Linked DNA regions of Sus scrofa: region 2 is linked to region 1. A link is a contact called in public Hi-C data. All regions are on one chromosome and are shown on one strand. Each heading gives the region's core, a stretch centred on a gene start, on an enhancer-like site or on the middle of the called end of the contact. The rest is flanking DNA. Distances are from core to core; before and after follow the strand shown.

Region 1 (4,838 bases), core at 1,691-4,190:
ACCTCTAGATTCTTTACCTGTTCCATCCTCCTTAGACGAAGCTAGGTGCCTATCATGAGCTTCTGCATACTCTTTACTTACTTTATATGTGTTTAGTCATCACATTCCAGTGCTCTTTAATTGCCTATCTTCTCTACTGTACTGTAAGGACCAGAAAAACAAGCACCAGGTCCACCTTGCTCATACTATATCCCTAGCACCTAGTACAGTGCTGGACATAAGATAGACATGCAATGAATATTTTATTGAGGCCTATGCAAGACACTGTGCTAAGCAGGGAGTTGGAACAGACTAGAATAAAACCAGATTTCAATGTCTGTGTAAAGACAATATGATAAACAGGGGGTGGAGCCCAATTTTGTGAGAACATAATTTTATGCAAATTGAAGAGACCAATTTAGGAAAAATGAAATTATGAATACAAAATTAAGTACCTTATCTTAGGAGAGGTTCATGCAATTGAGGGGACTTGAAGCTTAAAGCTTAACTATCTATCTCCACAATAAACGCATCTTTGATAATAAGTAGACCAAGGCACTAAATACTGCAAAATCTCTGAAGAGTGATCAAGATCTATGCTAAGGAAAACCAAAGATTTCATAGAAGAGATAAAGTGTCAGCTTGATCTTAGGATAGAAACAAAGGAATGGGATTGCAGGTGTAAGAAATTATGCTGAAACACAGATGAGAAAGAGCCAGAGCTATCTGTAGAATGTGGAGAAGTATTGTACTGTTTGGCCAATATGAGGTCGGTGGGGAAAGCCTTAAGCTTGTGGTTCTTAAAACTGTGATCCTGAGCCAGCAACATCAGCATCACCTGAGAACTTGTTAGAAATACCGCTGCTCCAGTTCCACCCCAGACTTATCCAATGACAAACTCCGGAGATAGAGCACAGACCTTTATATTTTAACAATCACCTCTCAGTCAATCTGGTGCAGTTAAAGCTTGCAAATGAATGCCTTACGAGGTTATTTGAGCATCAGATGAAGCAATTTTATTCTCACAATTTTAATTTCAGGCTGTTATACAAGATGGAGAGAAATAAGAAAAAAGACTATGATAGAGAGAAAAAGTCATCTTATATCCCAAAACAAATTACAGATCAACTAAAAAGTAAAAGTAAAAAAATGCAACTAGATATTGGGTAGAATAAAAGATTATTTCGGCATAAGGCCAACAACAGAACCTGTAAAGGAAAAGATTAATAGACTTGATTGCACGACAATTTTAAATGTTTAAGCCATTAACAAAATTAAAAATTAGAAACAACAAACTGGAAAGAAATATATACAACATATATCTCAGATAAAACGCTAAAAACCTCATTTTTTAAATAAGGATAAACAGCCTGGGGAAAAAAAATGAGCAAAGGATATAAACTCAAAATTCACAAAAGAAATACAAATAGTCAAGAATGGAGTAAATATTCAAGTTCATAAAAAACAAGTGTTTTGACTTTTGGCAAATTATGCTCAGAAATTGAGACTGTCTTCGCCAGTAATTTATTTAACACAGGTTCACTTCAGGAGTTACAGTAATATTTCACTGGATAATGTCTCTTAAAAAGCCAAAAAAAACCAAAAAAAAAACCCTACTCCAAACCGGTGATAAATTACAATATTGTTTCAGATGGAGGAGAGGTGAAAGAAATAAAAGCTAAATTTAGTTGAGGTGTACCTTTTCTACTAGTTGGTTCTCAGAAGAGTCGGCTTAGCCAACCAAGAGCTGATGTCCAGCTGCCAGCACAAATCAAAAGTCCCATGCAGCCAGAGCACGACGGTAGTTAAACGAAGGCATTGGCGCTGGCAGGCAAAATGATCTCCTTCCCAAGATCCGCGCATGGTTTTCACCACTGCTGGCAAAGCCTTAAAAAATGGCTCCCTAACGCCCCCTTGTGGCTATCACCTCAGCAGATGAAGAGAGCCTGACTACCTCAGAGGAGGGAAGGATACACAAGGTTCTTTACAAATTCCACAAACTTGGCAATTCCGTGCCGGATATAAACTATACTAGGATTAAAAGATGCCTCTAAATCTCTTCGTCTTTGGTTCGGGCCATGCCAGCATTCGTAAATATTCGTTTATTTGGGCTGAGCACACACATGAAAGTTATGAGACAGTAAAAATTAAGTATCCCAAACTGGTCTCTTTCAAGTATGGCTTTATATCCTGGGAGATAGTTGAAGGGATCAGTGAGATCTATGATTATTTCGTTACGGTGGCTGCTTGGTTAATATGTGGTAGTCAGAAAAAGCACAGTGGATGAGCGGATAAAAAGACAGATTGACCTTGGGCACACAATAATGCCTATGGGCTTCATCATTCACTTAATTATCTGAACCGGTACAGAAGCTACAAAAATGAATAAAACCTAGTCTCTTACCCTCACAAACTCACTTTACCAATTGCGAATTGGAGCTAACCTCAACTCCTTGTCAAAAAAAATTAAACATGTGACCACACCCCGTTCACAAGTTTATTTATGCTTAATTTAATCCTCTCTACATCTGCTCCTAGAAACCCAAGGTCGGAAAAGGAGTTTAATCCAGTCCACTATAATTTCACATTCATTCCACCAAGATTTTTTGTCAGGGAATCCCGCTAAAGCCTAACAATGACTCTCTATCTTTTAAGAGTTTCACCCTCTAGTTCCGTGGACAGCTGCCCTTTTCGTCCCCAACAGGCGGCGGCCCCACGCATTGCCTAACCCGAGCAAGACCTTTCTCGCACGTCCCCTGGAGGAGCTGGGTGGGAAAAGGGCGGCTGGCGCGCTTAGCTTCTCCCACTTCTTCCGGAAGGGAGGGAGGGCTGGTGGCAAACTGGCCTAAGTTCCTTCGGCAGGGCGGCGGGGAGCAATTGTAGAGGGTGGAATCACTCGCCTGTTTCGGGAGGGGCGGTCCCTCGCCCAGAAGGGACGTGCAGAGGCGCGGAGGTGCCTGCAGGGGGCGCGGGCCGCCGGGCCACCCCTGGGGCTGGAGGCCGGTGGTCCCTCCCAGGCCGGTTATGTACTGCAGCCACGCCGCCGGATCCCCGGCCCTGACTCTCACCTAGTCACCTCCCCTCCCTCTCTGCGGACCTGGGAGGTGTGCGGCGCAGGCGCGGAGCGAGGCGGTGAGTGCGGCCTCTGAGCTAGGCCCGGGGCCTAGCGGGCTGGGCGTAGGGCGCGCGGGGAGGGAGTGGGGCCAGCCCCGCTGAGCGCCCGGGAGCGCGAGGGCCGGAGCGGCGCTGCCCGCGGGCAGGGCCGCGCGGCCTCTCCGCCCGCCCTCGGGCGCCTGGGCTGCCGCCGCCTCGGAGCTGCGCCTGGGATGGCTAGGCGGGCCTAGGGCACTGGTGAGTGTGAGGGCGGAGCGGGCCGATCGGGTGCAGCTTCCTGCGGGAGAGAGCAGGGAAGACCGGATGGCGTCTTTTAAACTGAAATCCTGCTTTCGTTTTCTGGCGGGATGGCGCTCCCCTCCCCCATTCCGAAGGCAGTTCCACCCCCTGCGAAGACTGCCTCTGCCCCCCGCGGCTTTTTTCTGAACGCTGACTTTGGGGTCGGGGCTTGGGAAGCCCCGCTAGTCGCCGGGCTGCGGTGGGGCGGGTGCGTGGCGCGGAGATGGAGACGGCTGCGTCCCGGTGGTTCTTGCGCGGCCCCTCCGGGCGTCTGGCCCCAAACGCCACGCTGGCCCTCAGGCCTTGCTGGGTGGCATCTTGACCCTCCGGCGGCGCATCCTGTGCACGCACGGAGAACCGCAACCTTCAGGCGAAGGTCCCGGCTCTACGTCTCCAGCCAGTAGTCTAAGCCACTTGTTAGGGTGCCTATAACCCCTTTTGGTTTTGTTTTTCAGTACAACCTAGGGACACGAGTTATTTGAAGCAGGTTATTTCTTAGCAAAGAGAAAAGCAAGAACGGACACTAAGTTGGATATATAGCGGGCACTAGTTCAAGTTTTCCTGTCGCATTTTTTTTATTTTCATTTCTTTTAAAAATCTGGAAAATATATGCTTGTTTCAAAATGAGGGTAGAAAAGAACATGCTTTTAAAACTCTTTAGGGTAAATCTGTAGGGTTTTTTTTTTATTGTAAATGCTTGTCTTATGTTTATACCAAATAGGAAGAGAATATTTACATTGCACGAAAGGCTTCAGAAAGGTTGAACTATTTAAGTGGTGACTGCCTGTTATCTGTAGTGTGTTTTGTATGCAGACGTTCTTATTGTTGAAAAAAAATGACAGATGGAAAGATGCTGACAAGTGTTTTGTAAGTTACTTTTTAAAAAAATGAATGTTTTGGATGGCATGGTCTCCTTTTGTAAATGTAAAATATATATGAATACTGTAACATGAGAAAATGTCTTGACATCTACACAAAGTGTTAACAGTGGTTTTTCTGGATGAATACATCCTAAGGATTTGATTAATTTTACTTCAGTGACATATATTACACCTGTTGTTTTGAAGTGAGTAAGGTGGGACTTGAATGAAAAGTATATTCAGAATCTTCCCAATGAAAGAAGGAGAAGTGAGCAAATGTTTACATGACATCTTAAGTGAAAAGCCAAACTTCTTTATCTGGGCAGTCATACATATCAAAGGCACCTAAACACATTTGCTGAGATGAAGGATTTTTGGTTTTGAGCAAGCATTTTACCATCTGGCTTAAAGGAGGTCAGCCGGAAATAGGAGTCAAACATTTCGTGATCATGGTGATCCTATTCCTTTCACCTGACAGTCTGAATCCATACCAACTTGCAACATTAATTTTAATGCCATTCTTGGTTTCCTTTTCTTGCTTTTTTGAAAGAGTTTGAAGTGTTTCGCATGCTTGGCTGACAGTTTTCAGTGTTCTCTCTGATGCTT
Region 2 (4,818 bases), core at 98-2,597, 290 kb after region 1:
AACATGGGATCAAGTAGCCCAAGGAGGGGTGGGTGCAAGGCCCAGATAGGGGCTGCTTGCAGCCTCCCCTGCCCCATACATGCCGGAGGACTACCACATGGTCAGCCCTCACCCTTGAGTCTGAGAACCAGGAGAGAAGCCAGCCTCATCTGGCAGTTTCAGAGTGCATAAAAGAGTCATTTTAGGCTTACATTCTATAGATCTGTTTGCTCTCCGGCAAAGATGGAGAGTCCTTATTCCTGGGGCACTACTATGCATATTTGAAAATAAAGGGTGAAATCTTTGCATCTTCTTCAAAGAATCGTCTCTGAAAAGTAACTACTTTAAACCAGTGACTATAAATGCAAGTCTACCAAAATAAACTTTAAGACTCTCTCTATAAAAAAAAGCACATACATTACTTCCTTTAAAAAAAAAAATAACATGCCCAACTATTTATAAAATTCAATTCATTAAAAACAAAAGTTGTTCCCTTTTGGCTTAGGGGGTTAAAGATCACAGGGGAACAGACCACAACTGCAGCTCGGGTACCATCCCTGGCCAGGGATATTCTACGTGCAGAGGTTGAGGCAAAAAAAAAAAAAAAAAAAAAAAAGTTAATAAAAAGGAGGAAACGATATACCTTAACGCTAAAAATGATTGGTCTGTCCAGAAGACAGCGGTCTTTCTAGAAATGAGCGCCACATGTAGGATATTCTTTTCTAATACCTGCAGGGTGACTTTCCATTCATTTGGCTACTTTCATGTATTCACTCAATATTTACTGAATAATCTCTTTATGACAGACTCTGGGAGTACAAACTCCTCACCATCCCGACTCGCCTTTTTTTTTTTTTTTTAAATCCACCCGAACGTGACAGAGCTTTCAGTTCCATAACCAAAAGCTCTTCAGTGAAGTTTTTCCCACCTCTCCCAGCCAAACTGTACCTCTAGGTTTAATTTTAAAAATACTGGGTTTTTACAGACCCCCCCCCCCACAGTAAGTGGAACAAAATGTGTGAGAAAGACGGCAATATCTTACGTGGGAGACTTCTCCAAGGTCACTTACTCTTGACAGAGGTGGGTTTGGGCCCAGCCATCCCAACGGCCTTTCCATCCTTGAGCATTCTCAGCATCTCAGCAACCAAACATGAGCCAAAGTTAGAGATGCGGACAGACTACTCACATCGCTTACCTTGTGCTAGGAGGGGCCTGAGGACGTATTAACAACCTACACGCCTTCAGGGCGGCCGAGACTCTTCTACAGAACACAGCCAAACCGGCTGCAGCCATTTTTTTTCGGATCAGTAAGCAAACTGTATTTCCGCCAACAATGGCGTCACTTCCTGTGTCTCACGCGGACTGATAACGAGCACTGAAATTGGCTTTGCCCTCAGTCAACATGGCTATTTTCCGGCTTCGCCCTTGTTAGGAAATTGACACTCTCGGCTCCCGTTACTCCTCCCCGCCCTTCTCTCGCCCATAGTAGCCATGGCGGCAATGAGTTTGTTGCAGCGGGCTTCAGTCACTGCTGTGGCCACTCTGTCCCGCAGCCGCCTTGGCACACGGTTTGGATTCGGGGGTTTCCTCACCCATGGCTTTCCTAAGACTGGCGGTGAGTGCTGGCTTTGGGAGAAAGCGCGGTCAGGGAATGCGGCAGGAGAGACAGAGGACTTTTCCCGGGTCACCTTGGTGGAATCCGGAGGGAGCGGGGAGAAATTGAGGACTTGCGGCTTGAGAGAAGGAGCATGGGCTGTGTGAGGAGACTGAGAATTTCCTGAATTAGATCGATCATGTCAAAGTTATTAATTAGAATTTGTGAGACACTTCGTCATTCACCTGATCTGTTGGTGCTAATTTGAGGATGAAGCTGCGGTTAGAAAGGCACAGGGCTGAGACCCATCTTTCTCAGGCACCAGATTCTTTATATGTTCCACCTGGGCTACATTTCAGTCTCACAAGGTGGGAAATCACGTTGCTGAGGAGCCCACCCATGCTAAGTAATAATATACAGACAGGTGACGAGGCTCTGGGCTAACTCATCTGGTAGGCACAGTGCCTTCATGATGATATTTTTAGGTGTCTACGAAAATGTTTTAACTTAAATTTATTTTAAAATCAGAAAGAAAAGGACCAGAATGTTAATGCATTATGTGATGGTGAATCCAGCCTGGATCGTAATGGTTTTATAGAATGTAATCATAAAATAATTATTTTTAATATCTTAGGAAGGGACCCATAAGGAAAAAGTTCCTAGGTCTTAGAAAAGTCATTGCCTTCTTGCGGGGGGTGGGGTTATTTAGATCCTCTTGGACACTGTGAGTTGAATTCTAGGAGAATGAATAATCATAGTGGGGAAACATCAAATTCTTTGTATTCAGTATATTTTATTTCCTCTTCGATTCTATAAAGGGAGTATATAATATTACCCTCACTTTACAGATGAGAAAACTGTGACTCAATATTTATAAAAACAGTGTACTCCTGGAGTTCCCGTGGTGGCTCAGTGGTTAACGAATCCGACTAGGAACCATGAGGTTGCTGGTTCCCTCCCTGGCCTTGCTCAGTGGTTTGAGGATCCGGCGTTGCCGTGAGCTGTGGTGTAGGTTGCAGATGCCCCTCGGATCCCGTGTTGCTGTGGCTATGGCTCCAGTTCGACCCCTAGCCTGGGAACCTCCATATGCTGCAGGAGCAGCCCAAGAAATGGCAAAAAGACCAAAAAAAAAAAAAAAAAAAAGTGTATTCCTGTATTAAATTGAATAATCAGCTAACATTTATTGAGCACTTATGTGCTGGACACCACTCTAAGATATTAAAGGTATTCATTTAATTCCTCTTGAAAAAAAAATACATTGTAAGCATTCAATACGTAGTTATAGAGGAGGTGAAATTTAAAGCCAAAAAATTCTTATCATACCTAATTGAAGATAAACTGAGGTAAAATTTCACCCCTAGATCCTCTTTATATATACACTACTCCCCTTTCTTGGAGTTTTGGAATGATCCTTGCAGGTAATTTGCACCTTTCCACTGGGAGCAGGATCCGGAAAGGATTTGATTGTTATGGTGAATGTTACTGTGTTTCAGCTGTGTACATGTTTTCAAAGGTATTTTACATGTGAAGCCTACTCTGCCACTGTGGAATGAAAGGTTGTAATCTGCTTTATATTATCATTTATGTCTGCCCCTATGAGAATGTAAGATCCATCAGAGTGGAAAACCTTGTCTGGTTTTGTTTCCCCTGGAGATAGACTGCCTACGTTCCAATTCTGGCTCTGAAGTTTAGTAGCTGTGTGAGCTTGGGTCATCACAACCTGGAAGCTAGTGGAAGGCACTTAATTGCCCCGAACTTGCATATCTTCATGTGTAAAAAACAAGATTTTATTACAAGCATGCTTATATTCTGTTGACTTGATGGGGAAATTAATCTCCTTTGTGTTGACAAGTGTTTATAATCCTAAAATGTGTTTCTGCCTAATTTTGCATCTTTCTAGAAATGCTGTTTTGAAGTGAACTTGTTTCTTACCATAAGAACTGTTTTTTGTTTTTTAAAAGGGTGATAATTTTAACTTACCTCAACAGTAGTGGTAAAAAGTGTGTGCGAAAAATCTATAGCACCTTCTGCAGAGCCCTGTGGCCACACCTTTCTTAAACATCTAGTATTGTCATGGTATCAGTCATAGTGAAATCCTTTCTTAGAAAATGAGCAGATAAAAGTAAATTATTTATTAAATGTCAGACATCAAGGAATTCTGGAAATGAGCTTAAGTTCTCTCAGATGCAGAGAATTTATGTTGAAGACTGACATGCACATATTATGGCTTAAAAATTGAAGAGTATTAAAATGATTTTATAAACAAAGCATGGACTTAATTGAGAAATGGGGAATGGGGCATGTTAATTGGATTCTGGGGTAGTCTTAAAAGGTGAAGTTGGCGGAAAAGTAAAGGATGTGTTTTCTGGAGTTCCTGTTTTGGCTGAGTTAAGGACCCAACATTGTCTTGGTGAGGATGCAGGTTTAATCCCTGGCCTTGCTCAGTGGGTTAAGGATTGAGGGTTGGCACAAGCTGCAGTGTAGGTTGCAGATTCGGCTCAGATCTGGTGTGGCTGTGGCTGTGGCATAGGCCTCAGCTGCAGCTCCAATTAGACCCCTAGCCTGGGAACTTCCAAATGCTGTAGGTGTGGCCATAAAAAGAAAAAACAAAGATGTGTTTTCTGATATATCTGAATATGGGGCTCTTGGGATAGGTAGGTATTGAGAGAGAAGGCTAAAAAGAGGGAAGTTATGACCAAATTAGGGGAAAAGACTAAATACCAGGCTAAATCTTAATGATTTTGTAGGCAGCCAAGAGTGTTTCAGCAGAAAAGCAATATCAGTAGTATGCTTGTGGATACTGAATTGCTTATCAGAGATGATGAGGTGCAGAGGGCAAGGAAAGAAATAGAAAGTTTGAATTTTAGAATCAGAAGGCCCTGACAATTGACAAATGAGACATAGGAAAGTGACTAGATTTTTAGCCTGGGTAATCGAGTTGGCAGTGCCATGAACTGGGAATAATCTGAGAATGAGGGAAAGAAAATGACCACCTTTTGGTGGAGACATACAAAAAATCTTGTCTTATTTGATCCTCACATGTGCCACAGTTTCCAAAACATAACTTTCTTGAGGTTATTTGCATTAAAAAGAATTGGTCATTGAAGAATCTTAGTTCCACATAATTACTGAACACCTAACTGAGAAATTCCAGGCTTTAGAGAATCATGGAAAATGCCTATTTTTGTGACAAAAAGATCTAAGTTCCAGAAATCCTGGCAGTCACCCAGTTGTAAGCAATGTTC

Evidence for each region. A called contact is a pair of places that touch in the nucleus more often than the background predicts.
Region 2: a Hi-C map of liver shows a contact between it and region 1, with 4 times the contacts expected there. The contact joins the promoter of NDUFB5 here to the promoter of ZNF639 in region 1. A contact is called at or near these places in 2 of 47 Hi-C or Micro-C datasets (heart right ventricle and liver) and 1 of 2 datasets of contacts at active chromatin or transcription factors (alveolar macrophages).

The regions. Positions count from the first base shown.
Region 1 is chr13:117,367,602-117,372,439 of Sscrofa11.1, forward strand. ZNF639 (zinc finger protein 639) reads left to right here and starts at 2,941. Exons shown (of 7, transcript NM_001244656.1): 1 at 2,941-2,964; 2 at 3,029-3,111. It overlaps KCNMB3 (calcium-activated potassium channel subunit beta-3), which reads right to left and starts at 2,705. Exons shown (of 4, transcript XM_021069862.1): 1 at 1,679-2,705.
Region 2 is chr13:117,655,064-117,659,881 of Sscrofa11.1, forward strand. NDUFB5 (NADH dehydrogenase [ubiquinone] 1 beta subcomplex subunit 5, mitochondrial) reads left to right here and starts at 1,348. Exons shown (of 6, transcript XM_003132546.2): 1 at 1,348-1,594. The coding sequence starts at 1,471. It overlaps MRPL47 (39S ribosomal protein L47, mitochondrial), which reads right to left and starts at 1,325. Exons shown (of 7, transcript XM_003132547.4): 1 at 1,175-1,325. The coding sequence starts at 1,272.